Linked DNA regions of Mus musculus: region 2 is linked to region 1. Evidence: chromatin contacts called from public HiChIP or PLAC-seq data. All regions are on one chromosome and are shown on one strand. Each heading gives the region's core, a stretch centred on a gene start, on an enhancer-like site or on the middle of the called end of the contact. The rest is flanking DNA. Distances are from core to core; before and after follow the strand shown.

What was found. HiChIP or PLAC-seq counts read pairs in DNA pulled down with a chosen protein or histone mark.
Region 2: a contact with region 1 is called in an H3K4me3 HiChIP or PLAC-seq map of bone marrow-derived macrophages, with 4 times the contacts expected there. The contact joins two enhancer-like sites. A contact is called at or near these places in 9 of 484 Hi-C or Micro-C datasets (bone marrow-derived macrophages, cerebral cortex, embryonic stem cells and 4 more), 9 of 115 datasets of contacts at active chromatin or transcription factors (the HPC-7 cell line, bone marrow-derived macrophages, cardiomyocytes and 5 more) and 2 of 9 other capture datasets (adipose tissue and liver).

What each region holds. Positions count from the first base shown.
Region 1 is chr7:110,820,598-110,823,689 of GRCm38.p6, reverse strand. It overlaps Rnf141 (ring finger protein 141), which reads left to right. Exons shown (of 6, transcript NM_025999.3): 5 at 2,329-2,436. Among named protein-coding and RNA genes, the nearest start is that of Rnf141, 22 kb to the left of the region's middle. Within about 2 kb of position 1,834, at least 81 of the 459 cell types and tissues checked have an H3K27ac peak or open chromatin away from gene starts, as enhancers often do. A contact at or near this core is called in adipose tissue, bone marrow-derived macrophages and cerebral cortex, where this site is marked.
Region 2 is chr7:110,890,365-110,893,772 of GRCm38.p6, reverse strand. All of the region lies in intron 15 of Mrvi1 (MRV integration site 1), which reads left to right. Among named protein-coding and RNA genes, the nearest start is that of Gm16336, 13 kb to the left of the region's middle. Within about 2 kb of position 1,927, at least 56 of the 459 cell types and tissues checked have an H3K27ac peak or open chromatin away from gene starts, as enhancers often do. A contact at or near this core is called in adipose tissue, bone marrow-derived macrophages and cerebral cortex, where this site is marked.

The DNA.
Region 1 (3,092 bases), core at 585-3,084:
GGAGATTCACTCCCTCAATGAAGCAATCTTTTTCTCACCCAGATAGCTTTACTAGTGTGAAAGTTTTCCTTTTCCCTTTTACCTCAGAGTAGTCTGACCCTCTGGAGGCAGCACAGCAAAGGCCCTAGAACCAACTGGCCTGTGCTCCAGCCTTCACTCTTCTCTTTCATCAGTTCCTCACCTTTTAAAGAGGATGAGAGCGATGTCATGTGCCCCAGAGGGCTGTCGGCAGTTAATTGAGTTAATAGATGGGACACACAGCGGTATGTGTGGGCGAGTTACCTGTCACCATTATTAGTAAATCATTAGAGTGCCCTTGAGTGCAGAGGCCATGCCCTCTGGAATTCTACCCAACAAGTGTGATCTCTTCTGCCCTTCAAATGTTTGAAAACTCCTCAAATTTCCATTGAGCCTTGCTCTCCACAGTAAGTGTCTCCAGCCTTTGTTCACGTGGTTCTCCGTACCTTAGGAGCATCGAGTGGCTGTCCTGTCCCCGTGGTGCTGGAAAGGTAGCAGACAGTGTGGGCATGGAGTACCTTCCTCCAGCAGTCTCTGTCTCATTCTTCTCGGGCTACAGTGCTGTTTTTATATAGTCATCTGCTCCCAACTCTGAAACTTTCCTGTCAGAACACTCTGTCACTCTTTGGGGAGTCTGTTGTATTTTCTGTCCCTGACACCCTCAGGTGAAAATTTGAAGCCCCAAAGCAGAAATGCTAAGTCAGTGGATCTGAAAAGGCATTAAAATGTTAGATATGTATATAGGTGTTGATATGTTTATTTATATGTGACTGATGTATTGTGTATATGTGTGGATACACAAATGTATGTGTGAGCACACATATCAGAGCCATATGCATGTAGGTTTTCACCCATTTCACTATTTCAATTCAATGGGCATGCTTTTCTCCACAACAGAAGCAAACATGAATCTGTTACCTGACCTTAATGGTATGTCCGTAGTAATGCTCCTTAATCCAGCCCCAGCTGCCTCAGGAGCACTGTGAGACGAGGTTCTACCTGGTTTCCCTCACTGTCAACTGCCCTTGCTCTCCACTCAGTTAACTTCTGAAGTCCTGTATCAGCAGGAGCTCATGCTGCCTCGAGTTTGTCTGTTAGAGCAAGTTCAGAGTTAGTATTTTGACATTAAAAAATCAGATTGTCTTTGCTATATAATCAGTCTTTTCCTCTCGGTTTAACTCATGAGCATCATGCAGCCTTACACACGCACATGCACACAAATGCACACATGCATACACACACACACACACACACACACACACACACACAGGTTTCATGTTTTCTTTTATGCCTCCATGACTTACTTTATGATCTGTCAAAGTCCTGTGATTTTTTTTTCCTCTCACGTTTCCTAAAGTACTTACTTGACTTGGCACATACTGTTCGTGCTGTACATTTGACACTTATTTATTTCAGGTCAACAAGTTCCAAGTGCTATTGCCGACTTTCATGCTGTGCTGTAATTATAGCAGGGAATGGAAATTATATGAGACACAGCTCCTACCCTTAAGGAGAGTGGGACTATACTTTGAAACATTCAGTTTTAAACAACGGGAAAGCTCAAAGAATAAAACATTGAAAATCACTTTTGGAAACATTACATTAAAAAAGCTAACCTATGGAGTGACTAACCATGGAACAGCTGTATGCAATTTTTAAATCATTTAATTGAGGGAGAAGTTGGTTTTGAGAGCAGAAGGAAATGGATATTTTAAGCTGAGCTGCTGGAGTTGGAATTGACTAAACTCCATGAGCAAATGAGCAGGGCTCCTGTGGCGCTGGCTCCAAGCCAGTGTCAGCGAGTCAGCGAAGGCTCTCTCTCCAAGCTCCCTAAGTTGGAGCTGTGCTCCAGCCCTTCTGTGTTTTCTCTGGAGTCTGATACTTAGGCCACTCCTGCCATTTCTCTCCAATACTGCAGGGCCACTGTAAGGCCCTGAGGAAGAGGCATCCATGTGTCCCTTATGGCAAGTACATTATATACTGGTTGATTTCCTGTAAATTCAGTATGCCTAAAATGGACTGAGTTATTTCGGAAAGACTTGAGTTTGCAGTTTTTGTTCAGATTTAGTTTTCTTTAACCTGTACAGGGTTTATCTTTTATAGTCTTTAGAAACTTAACATCAGTGTTTCTTCCCTAATAGATTTGCTATGCCCAAAAGATGGTCATTTTGGTCTGGCTTTGCTCTGCACATTAGTCATTGTGTGATTTATACTGTGGGTGTTTGCTGGTGCTTTGTAAGGCAGTGAGACAAAGTAGGAAGCAAGTGCACAGAGACTGCCATTGTCCAGCTCCGTTGTCGTCACACTCAGGGTGAAGCAGCTGACTGATGAGGAGGAGTGTTGTATCTGCATGGACGGGCGAGCTGACCTCATCCTGCCCTGTGCTCACAGCTTCTGTCAGAAGTGCATTGATAAATGGTAAGTTATCCGCTGCCCTTGGAGATAGCACAGGTCAGCTGGGACTGTAACTAAACAACTGGAAACACAACCATGAGAGCTTTGCTCTCTAGTCCTCTGAGTAGTCCTCTGCTGTGCTGCCCCCTAGCTCAGTGAAGTGTGGGGATGCAGCAGGGCTTTGACACATGGACTTTAAGAGTCTTGATGCCTGATTTGGATCTAGAATCGGGTTTGTTTGGGGTTTTTTTTTGTTTTTTGTTTTTTATGCCCCTTGCCCCCATAATTCTCTATATGTGTGTGAAGGAACCAAATTCTCAACTGTGGAATCTGGAGGGATATTAGGTCAGCTATTTAAAGTCTTACAAGATAATAGACTATCTAGGAGACTTTATAGTGACATTCAGTAAGCTACATGTATCTAAATATAAATGCTTTAATTTATGTGCACACTCATGAAAGCTGTCACAACATGAAGAGCAAACCCATCAGTCCCAGAATCACCTGAAGCCTGGTTCTTAGGCAGCAATTAATTGCTTTCATTTGCCAACAATACTTTGGATTTGCTAGACTTTAAAGCAGCACCACACAGAGTGTTCTCTCTGTTGTCTAGCATCTTTCAATCAGTGCGATCAGCTGGAGATTTAACCATGTCTTAAGTGCAGATAATTGCCAGATAA
Region 2 (3,408 bases), core at 678-3,177, 70 kb before region 1:
GGGCTATAGAACAAGAGCCTGTCTCTCGCTATGCTCTATGGGATCATCGGTTACCCAGGGGTCTCATTCATCCATTCTAAGATGCTTTTTGAGCACTTTTGGTATGCCCTGAATGGCATAGCCCCAGTCCTAGTGCTACAAGAAAAGGAAGCAGACAAGCACCAGTTACTCTACTCTGAGCTCAGCAGAAAGGCCGCAGGGACCATCAGATGAAATCAGATCTGTCCTGAGAGTTTGTTGCCTGTGGCACTGGGCTGAGGGTTGTCGTGTCCAGGGAGGAGAAAGACACTGCCACAGGCTGTAAAAGGTTAGAGAAGGAAAGGATTGGTTTACTCTAGGAGAGAGTAGATGGGGATGGCTTTCTGGGCATGGCCTGAAGTCACTGATGTGGAGTGTAGGCACACAGACATGGGCAGGATAGACAAAGGACATAGGTAGGTCCCGAAGCTTGCTGGCTAGCTAGTCTTGAGAATGGTGAACTCCAGGTTCAGTGAGGGGTCCTGCCTCAGAAAATACAATGGAGAGCAATAAAGGGAGACACTCTGGCTTCTATATGCACATTCTCCTCACATACCACACATAGCCACACAAGCATGTTCATACAGCACACCCACCCACCGGAAATACAATAAGCAGACTCCTGGGTGAGATGGGCTCTGTAGAGTCCCATGACCCAGTCTGGGGGCTGGGAAAGTGCTAGCCAGAGCAAAGGGCTTCAAGAGCCAAATCCTCCAGAGAATAAGGGCTGGGGATATCTAGTCCCACTTTGGTTTTTCCAAGCTCTTCCTCCACTGTGGCTGCTGCAGAGAGGCGAGCATTGGTGAATCTAGACATAGAGCAGGTGTGCTGTGCTATGACCATTCTCAAACAACATCTTTTTTTTTTTTCATGTGCGTCAGTGTCAAATCCCCCGAATCTGGAATTACAGACAGCTGTGAGCCGCCATGTGGGTGCTGGGGATTGAACCCAGGTTCTCTGGAAGATCAGCCAGTTTTCTTAACCACTAATCTATCTCTCCAGTCCCGGACAGCATATTTTTTAAAAAGCCTTTACATGACTTCTGGCAGTCTGTCTGTCTATGACTGAGACTTATAGTGAAATAAAATATCCCTGATTAAAAGATAAGTTGCTCATAAAGACCACATTTTTGGAACATGCAACATGCTGATCATCTGCATTTTGGATTATTTCCCTTGAACAAACTTCTAGAAATATGAATACTAGCTGACAGAGGGGAGACTCTTTGTAGAGGTAAAGGGGACCAGTGGGCAAGGGACAGGAGGGCTGTGAGGAGGGCAGACATAAGCCTAGTAGAATGACATAATGTGTGAAAAGGTTATAATAAAATGTATTATTTTGTTTACTAACTAAAAAGCTAATGAAATTAAAACATTACTAGATTAGGAAAGTAAATATTTATAAATAAACTATTTTCAAGTAGTTCATTGACATGGTCATTTAGTGGGTTATGCTAATGGTTGAGATTTGTAGTACACTGATGGCCAAACTTGTTCTCTCTTCTGAAATATATTTATAATTTTATAGACATAAATTGTTTTATCTCATAAATTGTTTGATTCAAAGTTTGATGCCCTTCTGTGCATTTGTTAAACATTTATCCTTTTATTTTGTAAATTCTCTGATTATCCCAGCTACAAGGTTGGAAATGTATTTGAACTCTTCACATATAGAGAATTTTTTCTGGTTCTGCTTTTTGGGGTGACCAGAAAACTTAAAAATCCTTTATCCAAAATGCTTAAACTTCCTGCTGGACAAAATAAAACAAGGCACCTAAAAGAACAGCTGAGCCCACAAGAAACAGCCAGAACCAAGAAGAGAACTGAAACCACGCTGACCCTGCGGCTTGCTGAAGCCAGAGCCGCCCTGCTTATCTGGAACTGTTCGTTTTCAGTACTAGCTGAGAGCAACCTTTGAGCCCTGGTGCCCGCCGAGTGGACAATGAACTCCGTGTGCAAGGCTAGGACCTTCTAGGGACTGTGCCTTGAGGTAGAATCTCTGCAGGGAATAAAAAGCCTCCCTCACCAGCCAGCAGCAAAGCAAATGTGGAAGCTTGCCTCTTTCCCCCTGTACCCTGGGAGGAACAAATGCTCTCTCCTTCCTCATAGAGAAAGTACATGAATGACAGCCACAGTGGTGCAATCTCTGGGGAATTGGAAAGAACATCGGGAGGAGATCTCCAGGAGCACAGTCAGCCGCTACAGAGAGGCACACCCTGCACCAGCACACACAGAATCCTCCATAGGGCCTGGATGAAGACGAGTTCACAGCGCAAATACACAATGGAACAGTCCACCGTGGACACAAATCAGTAGACCCACCAAATATAAGATTGTGTTTACGAATACCAGATAGTCAAGTAATTAGAATTTTAAAATCAGCAGAGACATGGAAAGGCAGATGGCAAACACAGGATCAAATAACAGTTATGACAGAACTACAACTCAAAACAAGGGGTCAGGGGTGAGGGAGACTCGGTAGGTGTGATAACCATGGTAGAGGAGGTTTCTCAGTATTCTGAATTCCTCTCCCCTGTCTTATTTTCCACCTCCTGGAGCAGCGGTTCTCAACCTTACTAACGCTGCTTCCTTTAATAGGATTTCTCATGTTGTGGTGACCCCCAGCCATAAAATTATTTTCATTGCTATTTTACAACTGTAATTTTCTACTGTAATGAATCATAATGTAAATATCTGATATGTGGGATATCTGATATGCAACCCCTGAAGGTTGGTTGATCCCTAAAGGGGTCTTGACCACAGGTTGAGAAAACCTTCCCTGGAAGATAGATCAGGCATTGTGGAGAGCTTTGTGGATGAGCCGAGTCACGTCTGGCTGAAGCCCATAAGAACTGGTGTGCACACGACCCCAGTTTTCTTCCTCCTGATCTGATGAGCACCACCCTTCCAGAATATTAACCTGTTCATTGTGACTGGAAGATTTGAGAGAGTTACCCAAAATGCAGTTGAATGGATACAGTGATTAAAACACGGTAGATAGTGTTTGAGACACGGGGTATGGGAGAGAGCCTACAATCCATTTGCCGTGTGATCCATAAGGGGAAAATTCGGCACAGGAAATCTTCAAAGAAATAACCTAGCATCTTCCACACAAATCACTGGATTCAGCAGTGTAGTGAAGTCTATCAGGAAAAAACTACAATCCACGTGAAATATAAACATCAAAAAAAAAAAAAAAAGATAAAATACAGAGTGAAGAGACAGCCTGGTGGGTGCAAACCCTGGCTGGGCAAGCATGGGGACCAGAGTTTGGATGCCCAGCACCCACACAAAGCTCAAGCGTGGTGGTTTGCGCCTGTAACTCCAGCTCTGAGGAATTGGAGGCAGGCAAATCCCAGGACCTCTCTGACCAGCCAGTCTAGCTGAAGAA